Linked DNA regions of Mus musculus: region 1 is linked to region 2. The links are chromatin contacts, called in public Hi-C maps. All regions are on one chromosome and are shown on one strand. The core of a region is the stretch at or near the end of the contact, and the rest is flanking DNA. Distances in the headings are between cores, read along the strand shown.

What was found. Hi-C and Micro-C count contacts between places; a contact is called where the count stands out from the background.
Region 1: a Hi-C map of the N1E-115 cell line shows a contact between it and region 2, with 7 times the contacts expected there. The contact joins two enhancer-like sites.

What each region holds. Positions count from the first base shown.
Region 1 is chr6:37,043,262-37,047,440 of GRCm38.p6, reverse strand. The region is part of intron 12 of Dgki (diacylglycerol kinase, iota); the gene reads left to right. Among named protein-coding and RNA genes, the nearest start is that of Gm52857, 140 kb to the right of the region's middle. Within about 2 kb of position 2,695, at least 4 of the 459 cell types and tissues checked have an H3K27ac peak or open chromatin away from gene starts, as enhancers often do. A contact at or near this core is called in the N1E-115 cell line, where this site is marked.
Region 2 is chr6:35,000,759-35,005,060 of GRCm38.p6, reverse strand. No RefSeq gene overlaps it. Among named protein-coding and RNA genes, the nearest start is that of Slc23a4, 25 kb to the right of the region's middle. Within about 2 kb of position 2,695, at least 29 of the 459 cell types and tissues checked have an H3K27ac peak or open chromatin away from gene starts, as enhancers often do. A contact at or near this core is called in the N1E-115 cell line, where this site is marked.

The DNA of each region.
Region 1 (4,179 bases), core at 1,446-3,945, 2.0 Mb before region 2:
TAAACAAATATAAAACAATGATGGACAAGAGATGCAAACATTGCTCAGTTGTTTCATACCATAGTTGTACATGCCATAGACTGATAGTACATGATAAGGCATGGTTTCCATGCAAACAGCATGTAGGATCTAGGGTTCAAATTCAGGTGGCCAGGCTTGTGTGGTAAGCACTTTACTCACGGAGACATCTGCCAGGATCACCTACCTGCCCTGCCCTTGGCTGCCTGTCTTGTGTTTTTCATTTTGCTGTTAATTTTCAGTTAACGGAAATTTTGTTTTGTTTGTTTTTATTTTCTTTTTCTTTGAGACAGGGTTTCTCTGTGTAGCCCTGGCTGTCTTGAAACTGGCTCTGTAGACCAGGCTGGCCTCAAGGCACAGAGATCCATCTGCCTCTGCTTCTTGCGTGCACTACCCCAGCCCAGCTTGCTATTTCTTTATGGGCCAATGAATGAGATAGCTCAGCAGGCAAAGGAGCTTGCAGCCGACCTGATCATCTGAGGTCAATTCCTGGAACCCATATGGTAGAAGAAAAGCTATGACTCTCAAAAGTTGTCTTCTGCCTTCCACATGCAGGCCATGGCACAAGCACAGAGCACCCACTGATTTCTATTTTCTCTCTCTTTCTCCCTCCCATTCTCTCTCTCTCACAAAACTTAAATAAATAAATAATTAAATTTCTTTGATCCCTGTTGTTTCTCTCTTGTATTACTTTTTTCCCCTGCCTTTGCTTGAGTTTCCTCAAACCAGCTGTTTGTGAATCAGTAGTCTAAAGATTTGCACACACCCACCTACTGTGGTTACTTTCATGTGCTGTGCTTTTACAGTAGGTGAGAGCCTGGTTTCCTGACAGCTCTCTTGGTGTTGGTTTGTGGCATCATCTAATGTGACTGAGCATTGACACTTAGGCTTTTATTAGGCTCCAGTCTTTGTATTTTGGTTTCACTTGTGCCTTTCCCTAGAGAAACTCTTGAGAGGTTTCCCCACCACCTCTGCAATCACTTTTGCTATTTCAGGGTTAGAGGACTAGTTCCGGCATTCACCGTTGGTGTGTTGCCACAGTTTCCTCACTAGAGGGCAGTCGAAGCTCATGCTTATCCTAATCCACATGGAAAGTAGTTCAGCTTGAACCAGATTATAACCTAAAAAAATGGTGATCAGCTCTGAAACCTAGCTGTAGATCTGGGCTTCACTCAGACACCTTATCCACAGCAACTTGCCTGTGCTCACAGACACCAGCATCAGGCCCGTGGTCACTCAAGTTGCAAAGCTGTTTCATGCTAGGAACTGAAGAAAGCACTGGAGTAGCCCCATGGCCAGTGATGCTATGTGCTGTGAATAGCTCAAATAGACCTACGGCCTAAGACAACTAGAATCAGATGAAGGTAATGCTGGCCCAAACACAAGCCTAATAGAATGGGGACTTATGTCTATGTTGGCACCAAGGTAGGTCCAGAGGCTCTTTTGTTTGCACAGGCCTGGGAGTTGAAGTTTTTAAAACTTTCTGAGTGTCATGCCTGGCACTGGGTTCCAAGGCCTAGCTAGTGCTAGAGTCGTTAATGTATCCAATCATCAGAAAATAGAAGCTTACTCTGTACTAGGCTGGGCTGAGATTGGAGTAGTGTTGGGTGTTAGGGAAGGCAGTTTTAATGCCGGATTGAATTGTACTCACATCCCCCAGCTCAAAGGGCCAGTACAGTCTCAGGTGTGAGGCTTATACCAAAGCCAGAAGAGATGCAGGCCAGTATATGAGTCTTTCGTGCTGGGGCTAAAGGTAGTAGCTAGTGGTGCTGACATATGACTGGAGGCTCTTTCCTTGAGTGCTTGCTTCTGGAGTACGGGTCTGTTTCAGACAATGGGGCCATTAGTTGGTGAGGTCTAGCCCAGTTATGGGTCTTTTGATTTTTCGCCGATGTTAGAAACCATTTTTGACGCTTAGTACTGAGCTTGAAGTCAGAGTCCTGGGCTAGCTTTCATGCCCTGCCAGCAGGTTGAGCCTGCTTTGGATGCCTGAGTCTGGAAAGCAGAGTATAGTGGAGGTAATTCTTGCTCCCTGAGAATTAACCTGGAGTCAGGGGCTGTTTCTCTTACATCTGGTTTCACTCTGGTAAGACTGATACAGGCTTTCAGGTCTAACCTAATTTCCTCCCCTTTTCCAGGTTAGGCTATCTTTGTCCCCAGCACTTGGGACTGGCTCCTTCCTGTCTTCAGTGTGCTTCTTTTTTGTTGTACTTTGACCAGGCACTGAGACATCTCACCTGAGTGAAGGTAGTGTGGTTCGTGGCAGCTTTTCAAACTACCATATGGGTGAAGCAATTATCACTGGACAAGTTTTCCCCGCCACTATCTGGCCACATTGCTATTTGCTCTTAAAAATGGGTTATATTTAGTAAGAAGTATGTGGTTTCTGCTGAAATTCTGTGTTCTTTTTTTTTGTTGTTGTTGTTGGAAGGAAAATGTAGAGCATTGGATAAGACAGTGTTGGCTCAGAGGTCAGTTCATTTCGTTGGCATTTATTACTTTTTTTGTTTGTGTGTGCATGCTCATTTATGTTCAGATATGTATGTAGAGGTCAGAAGTCAACCCCATGTGTCTTCCTCCATTACTTTCCACCTGGGCGTGCTCTCTCTCTCTGTCTCTCTCTCTGTCTCTCTAAGACAAAGCCTCTAAGCCTTTCACTGAACTATGGCATGCAGCTTTGGCTAGACTGGATGGCCAAGGTGCCCCAGGATCTTCCTGTCCCTGCCCCCATCCCTCCCCAGTGAGGAGATATAGCTTATGCACCACCAGCCCCACCCTGCATTTTAAGTAGGAATCGGGATTTCCATTCAGGTCCTCATACTGATGCAGCCAGCCTTGTGCTTACTGAACCCTCTCCTCCAGCCCCTCCTCTGTGTTATGCATGAGGAAAGTGCAGAATCTGTGTTTATCATGTCTCAGATCTCCCCTTGGCCTCTGTCTCCATGCATTTGGCAGAGATGGAGAACAGTCAGGGAAGACTCTTGTTTGTTTCCTGTGCTTTTCTCCTGGATTTGGAGTCTGATGTTTCAGAATCTCGGGATGTTATGGACCGTCTTTGATTTTCCCTGTACTCCCCTAATGATGATGCTTTATTCTCGAAGATAGCAACAGGATCTCCTTTCATAGCCTAGGAGCCCTGGGCACACACTGGAGTACAATATATGCTGATGTATACATGTCATATTGCTAATGAATGAACCTGGAATAGGGAAGATCAGTGGTTCCTTGGGGCCTTGCTTAGTGGATTATCCTCGTTGAGAAATTAGTATTTACCCTTCTTCAAGATTTACAATTATTAGCTTGTAAAATTTTTTTATAAAGTCTTGTAGCATAAAGGAAAAAACATGTGTTTTAAAAACCCTTTTGGTGGTTGGTTTTCACCAACTTGACAAAAACCTAGACATATCTGGGAAGAAAATGCCTACATCACAATGGCTTATAGGCAAGTCTGTGAGACTTGATAAATGGTTGATGTGGCAAGGCCTAGTCTATTGTGGATGGTGTCACTCCCCTTCTGCCCCCTTCTGCCCCCCAGTGATCCTGGGTTGCTTAAGATAGCATGCTGAGCAAGCCACAGGGAGTATGCCAGTCAGCAGCACACCTCCTCAGTCTATCCATCTTTGAGTTCCTGCCATGGCTTCCATCAGTGATGGACTGTGATTGAGATGTGCAAGCTAAATAAACCTTTTCCTCCCCAAGTTGCATTAGGTCATGCTGTCTTTCATAGCAGTAGATAACAAAGCCATCCTGTCTTTTCCAAAGTGTATTCGGTGATGGGTTTCCTCCCACAATGCCTGTTAAATCTGCAGTGGTTACAAGGTCTGCAGAGACATGTTTGGGGCTATGTGAGTGCAGGAGTTGAATAAGTCTTGGCCCCTTTTCTTTCTACTCTGAGGGCCACAGCTGATGTCCAGGATAGATGAGAAAATCATAGCGAATTTATTTAATTCAAGTGCTTCAGTTTGAAGACCTAAAGATCCAGGGAAAACGAATCCCTTCTGCGCTTAGGTATGGGGAGGATGACGGTGGATGCCCAGCAAGGCTGGATGTATAGATCCTTCTTGGACTGCCTGCAGCATTCATTCCTCCCCGGTGTGGGGCAGGGCCCCATCTGCATGTGGGTCTTGTGATCATCTGCCAGGTGAGGTAGAACAGATATTT
Region 2 (4,302 bases), core at 1,446-3,945:
GGGGGAGGGGAGGGGAGGGAGAGAAAGAGAGAGGGGAGAAGGGAGAGAGGTGGGAGAGAGGGAGAGAGCGGGAGAGAGAGAGAGGGAGAGAGAACTGAGAATGGCATGCCATTCTGAGATCTCAAAGCCCACTTTTGATGACACGCCTCCTCCAACAGACCAAAGTTCCCAATCCTTCCCAAAGAGTTCCATTGAGTGGGAGCAAGTATTCAACCTTGTGAGCCTATGGGGTCAATCTCATTCAAACCACCTCGCTGGGAAGCTCCTCACTGCGGTAGTACCACCCCCTCCCTGGCTGTAAGAGAAGCCACTGAGCTTTGCCTTGACCTACCAGCTAAATAAACCTTTCTCCCTTCAGTTGCTTTGTAAGTAATTTATCACAGTGGCATTCCCTTAAAGTCATCAACGTATGTAAGCACATTATTTAGATTAGTGACCAATTTTTCCCCTTGGGATATCTAAAAATTTTTTTCCTAATTGAATGTATAGTTTTCTGTAACTATCATTCAAAGGCATTATTATTGGGATATTTAGGTGTTCATTTATTTACAGGAACAATAATATGCTCATATTGTTGAAGCACGTTAATATAATTAGCCCGTTTAGTGGGAAATACCTGTGTTTTTAGGATCAAGTTGCAGTGGAGAGTGGTGTTTTCCTCTTTTGGTCCTGGGGACTGAAGCATGGCTGTGGGGGACATATATAATACTACTGTACTATCCAGAGATTTCTGCTTTTTTGTTACTTTCTGTAATATCTGGGTTAGTGGAGACTGGCTGAATTCTCTTACCTGCTTCTTCATTCAATTTGTTGCAATATATTTTTAAAAATTGTCTTCTATTGCAGTCGTGTTTGAATACTAGAGCCACTCAGCCATTTTCTAGTTAGTAAGTTCCTTCGGTTGCTGTGATAAAGCATCCATACACAAGGAGGAATGGGTTTATCTCATTTTATATTTCCAAGTCACAATCCATCACTGAAGGTAGGCAGGGCAGGAACTCAAGGCAGGAGGAGACAGGGGCAGAAGTGAAGGACGATGCTTTCTTGGCTCATCTTTGGCTGGCTCCCTGGCCAGTGCTCCCTTACACATCCCAGGCCCACCTGACCAGGGTTAGTACTCTTCACAGTGAACTGTACCCTACATTAATTAGCAATAAAAAAAAGTGTCTCACAGCCATGTTGATGAAGGCAGGTGTTCAGTTGAGGGTCCGTCTTTCCAGGGATTCTGGGTTGTGTCAAGCTGACAATAACTAACTAGGACAATAAGCTTTCTCTTTGTCTCATATAGTTTTACCATCATGAATAATGCTGTAACCAAATTCCCTTGAAAGTTTAAAAAGACTGAATGGCAACTGTTGAGGTTTGGTCTGTTGTAATGCTAAACACTGCCCCCCAAAATCTTGTTGCCCCCAGGGACAAGGGGATCCTTAGTACACCAAGTGATGCTTTGTAACCTTGCCCCCCAAGTTATCCCTGATTGGTTAATAAAGATGTCTACAGCCTATAGTTGGGCAGAAGAGAGGTAGGTGGGGCTTCAGTTCCAGGGCTTGGAGTTTGAAGCAGAGACCACAAGGAAGAAAGAGGAGGTGAAGAAGATACTGTGAGGAAGGTGAATCAGGAAAACACCATTTTGAAAGGCTGACCAATTGGAGTAAAAGCAGCCCAGGTAGAACACAGCAAGTTGTAACTCAGGGTTATTGATAGGGAAGTAGATACTAACAGCTTAGAGGGAGATGTCGGCCCAGCTCTTGTGCTGTTTGAGGCTTATTATAAATATAAAGGTTTTGTGTCTTTTACCTGGGAACTGAATGATCAAAGGCAGGGTAGAAACCCCCAATTAATATCAAATGTTTACCACTACAGGCTACTGTAGAGATGGACCAGCCAGTGAAGACTAATTTCTCCAATATATGAGCGTTCCCATTTCCCAACTTCTTTGCTGACAGGAACTCTGACATGTTGTTGACATGTGATTCATTGGGTGTGGGTAAACCTGGATCCGGCTCTATAGGGCTTCCGGCTTCTCACCAGCCGTGTGACTACTGCATAAGTTAACAGTTACCGGACAACAAGATACCTGAGAGAGGTCCCGTAAGGCTCTAGTATGGATGGTGGAGCAGAAGCCAGAGGCCTCAGACCAGACAAATGGCTCATTGCAGTGAACGTTTGCAAGCAAAGAAGTGTGAGCCAAGGGGTATTCTGTGGGACACACTGCAGCTTCCACAACGAGTTGTTTGTTTTTTAATTTGGGTTCTTTTTTTTAAAAGACATGGATGCTGTGTAGGACCTGGGGATACAGCAAAGTTAGCCGCTGCACACTGGGACTTGGCACTCTTTGGCATAGAACGTTGGTTTGTCCTCTTCCCTGAGGTCATCTTTAAGACCAGGAGCTGTTCTGAAAACTCTGGCGATGGGAAGAGGAGATGGGGCCAGAGCGCTCGAGCTGTGGGGAGAGCTTCTTCTGGGTACCTCACCAGGCCGTCCGTGTTCCTTTCCCATTTCATCCTCTGCGTCCATATCCGTGTCACTCATGAAGACAGGAGAGCTAAATGGCAGGTGGGTTCCTAGTACAAGCCCCTAAAAATAGCAGAGGCAGGGCTCCGCTCCAAAACGCCGGCAGTATCAGCAAGCTAATTAAGAAATCTGCTGATGATGACGAGGAGCTGGCGAGCTTCCCGTTCCCATCAACTGCTGCAGACGGAGAGAGCAGGCTCCTTCATGTCAGAGATCCGGAAAAGCCCACGTCTCTGTGCATATGCTCTGAGATGAGATGACATTTCGGTGGAAAGCTGTGCCGGGTTTCCATTTAAGCACCTAGATCCGTGGCCAGTTCTCGGAGTTCCTTTTCATTTTTCTTTCCATTTGCCCGTTTAAGTTCCATGATGCTTAGTTTTGAATCCAGCCCCAGTTAGATGAACTCTGCCCAGCTTCAGACGAACTGAAGAAAGGAGAGAACTTCAGGCTTGCTTTATTTAAGCTCCTCAGCCAGTGCTCCACTACATTTTAAAGTGTGTGTGTGTGTGTGTGTGTGTGCGCGCGCGCGCACACGCTTGTGCCCCCAAGAGGCCACAGGCATCCTGGAACTGGAATTACAGGTGTTTGTGAGCTGCTTCCTATGGGTCCTAGAGACCAAACTCATGTCCTTTGTTTGGATGAGACATCCTTGTTCATAACCACTGAGCCGTCTCGCCAGCCATATCTAATCTTATGTACTCAGCCCATCTCCTTAGGGATAGCACCACCCACAGTGAGCTAGGCTCTCCTAAATTCATGACCAATCAAGAAAATGCCTGCACAGACATCCCTGCAGGCCAGTAAACAGTATTCCTTCAGGGTTCATGCTCCAGGTTCCTGTCTTGACTTCCAGCCAAGGAATAGAATGTCTTCCCTTATTACTAGCTCTGGATTACAGCAGACTGCTGCTCCTCCATATCAAATGGTATGTTGAACAATAGTTAGGGCATGGAGCAAGTGGGTTGGTAAAGGGAACACAATGGGGGGGGGGGGCAGCAACTAGAAGAGCTGGCTGTGCTGATGCTTGTCTATAATTCTAGTACTCCAGGCTCAGAGGAGTCAAGAGTTCAAGACCAGCCTAAGCTGTAGGAAGACCTTTTATCAAAAAACAAAGAGAGGGACAGAGAGAGAAGAAGGGAAGAATAGAGAAAGGAAGAAGAGGAAGGAAGGAAGGAAGGAGGAAGAGGAAGAGGAAGAGGAAGGGAGGGAGAGAACCCTGACCTGTACCTTCCTGGAGTGTGGCTCTCCTCTCTTCCTGCTCTTTCTGTGAGTAGCTGGCCCCTAAGCTAGCGCCTGCTGAGAGGGCTGTAAGCCTTTTCCCTATCTGTCTGATATTCAGAGATGAGGGCCATGGAGGTACCTTTCCGCCTTCTGTTTGTTAGTCTTGCATGTCCAGTAGCTGTCCAGCATGTCCCATAGTCTCCCTTCCCACACAATGCATGAAACCTTCTATTTTGCTCCTTGGTTTTGTCAGTTTAAATAAAGGAAAACGCTTAGCTATTAGGGAAACCATGGGCTAGGGGTGGGCCTAGGTTCTGGTCACCACTGGGAAGATTCTGGACCCGCTGGGAGCTGCCTTCCAGCTATTCCCGGCCACATGTGGTTGGAGTACTGAATGCATACTGCTGTCAAGACTTCCAAGCTCTGTCATAACTTCCTGCCTTTGACCAACTGCTATGAATAGTTTTCTATGGGTCATTATTTGGTGCCTGTGCTCCATATTTTCTGATTGCCCTCTCATATCTACCTTTTGTTTTCCTGCCAGGGAGGTAGAGAGTGGGCAGCTCT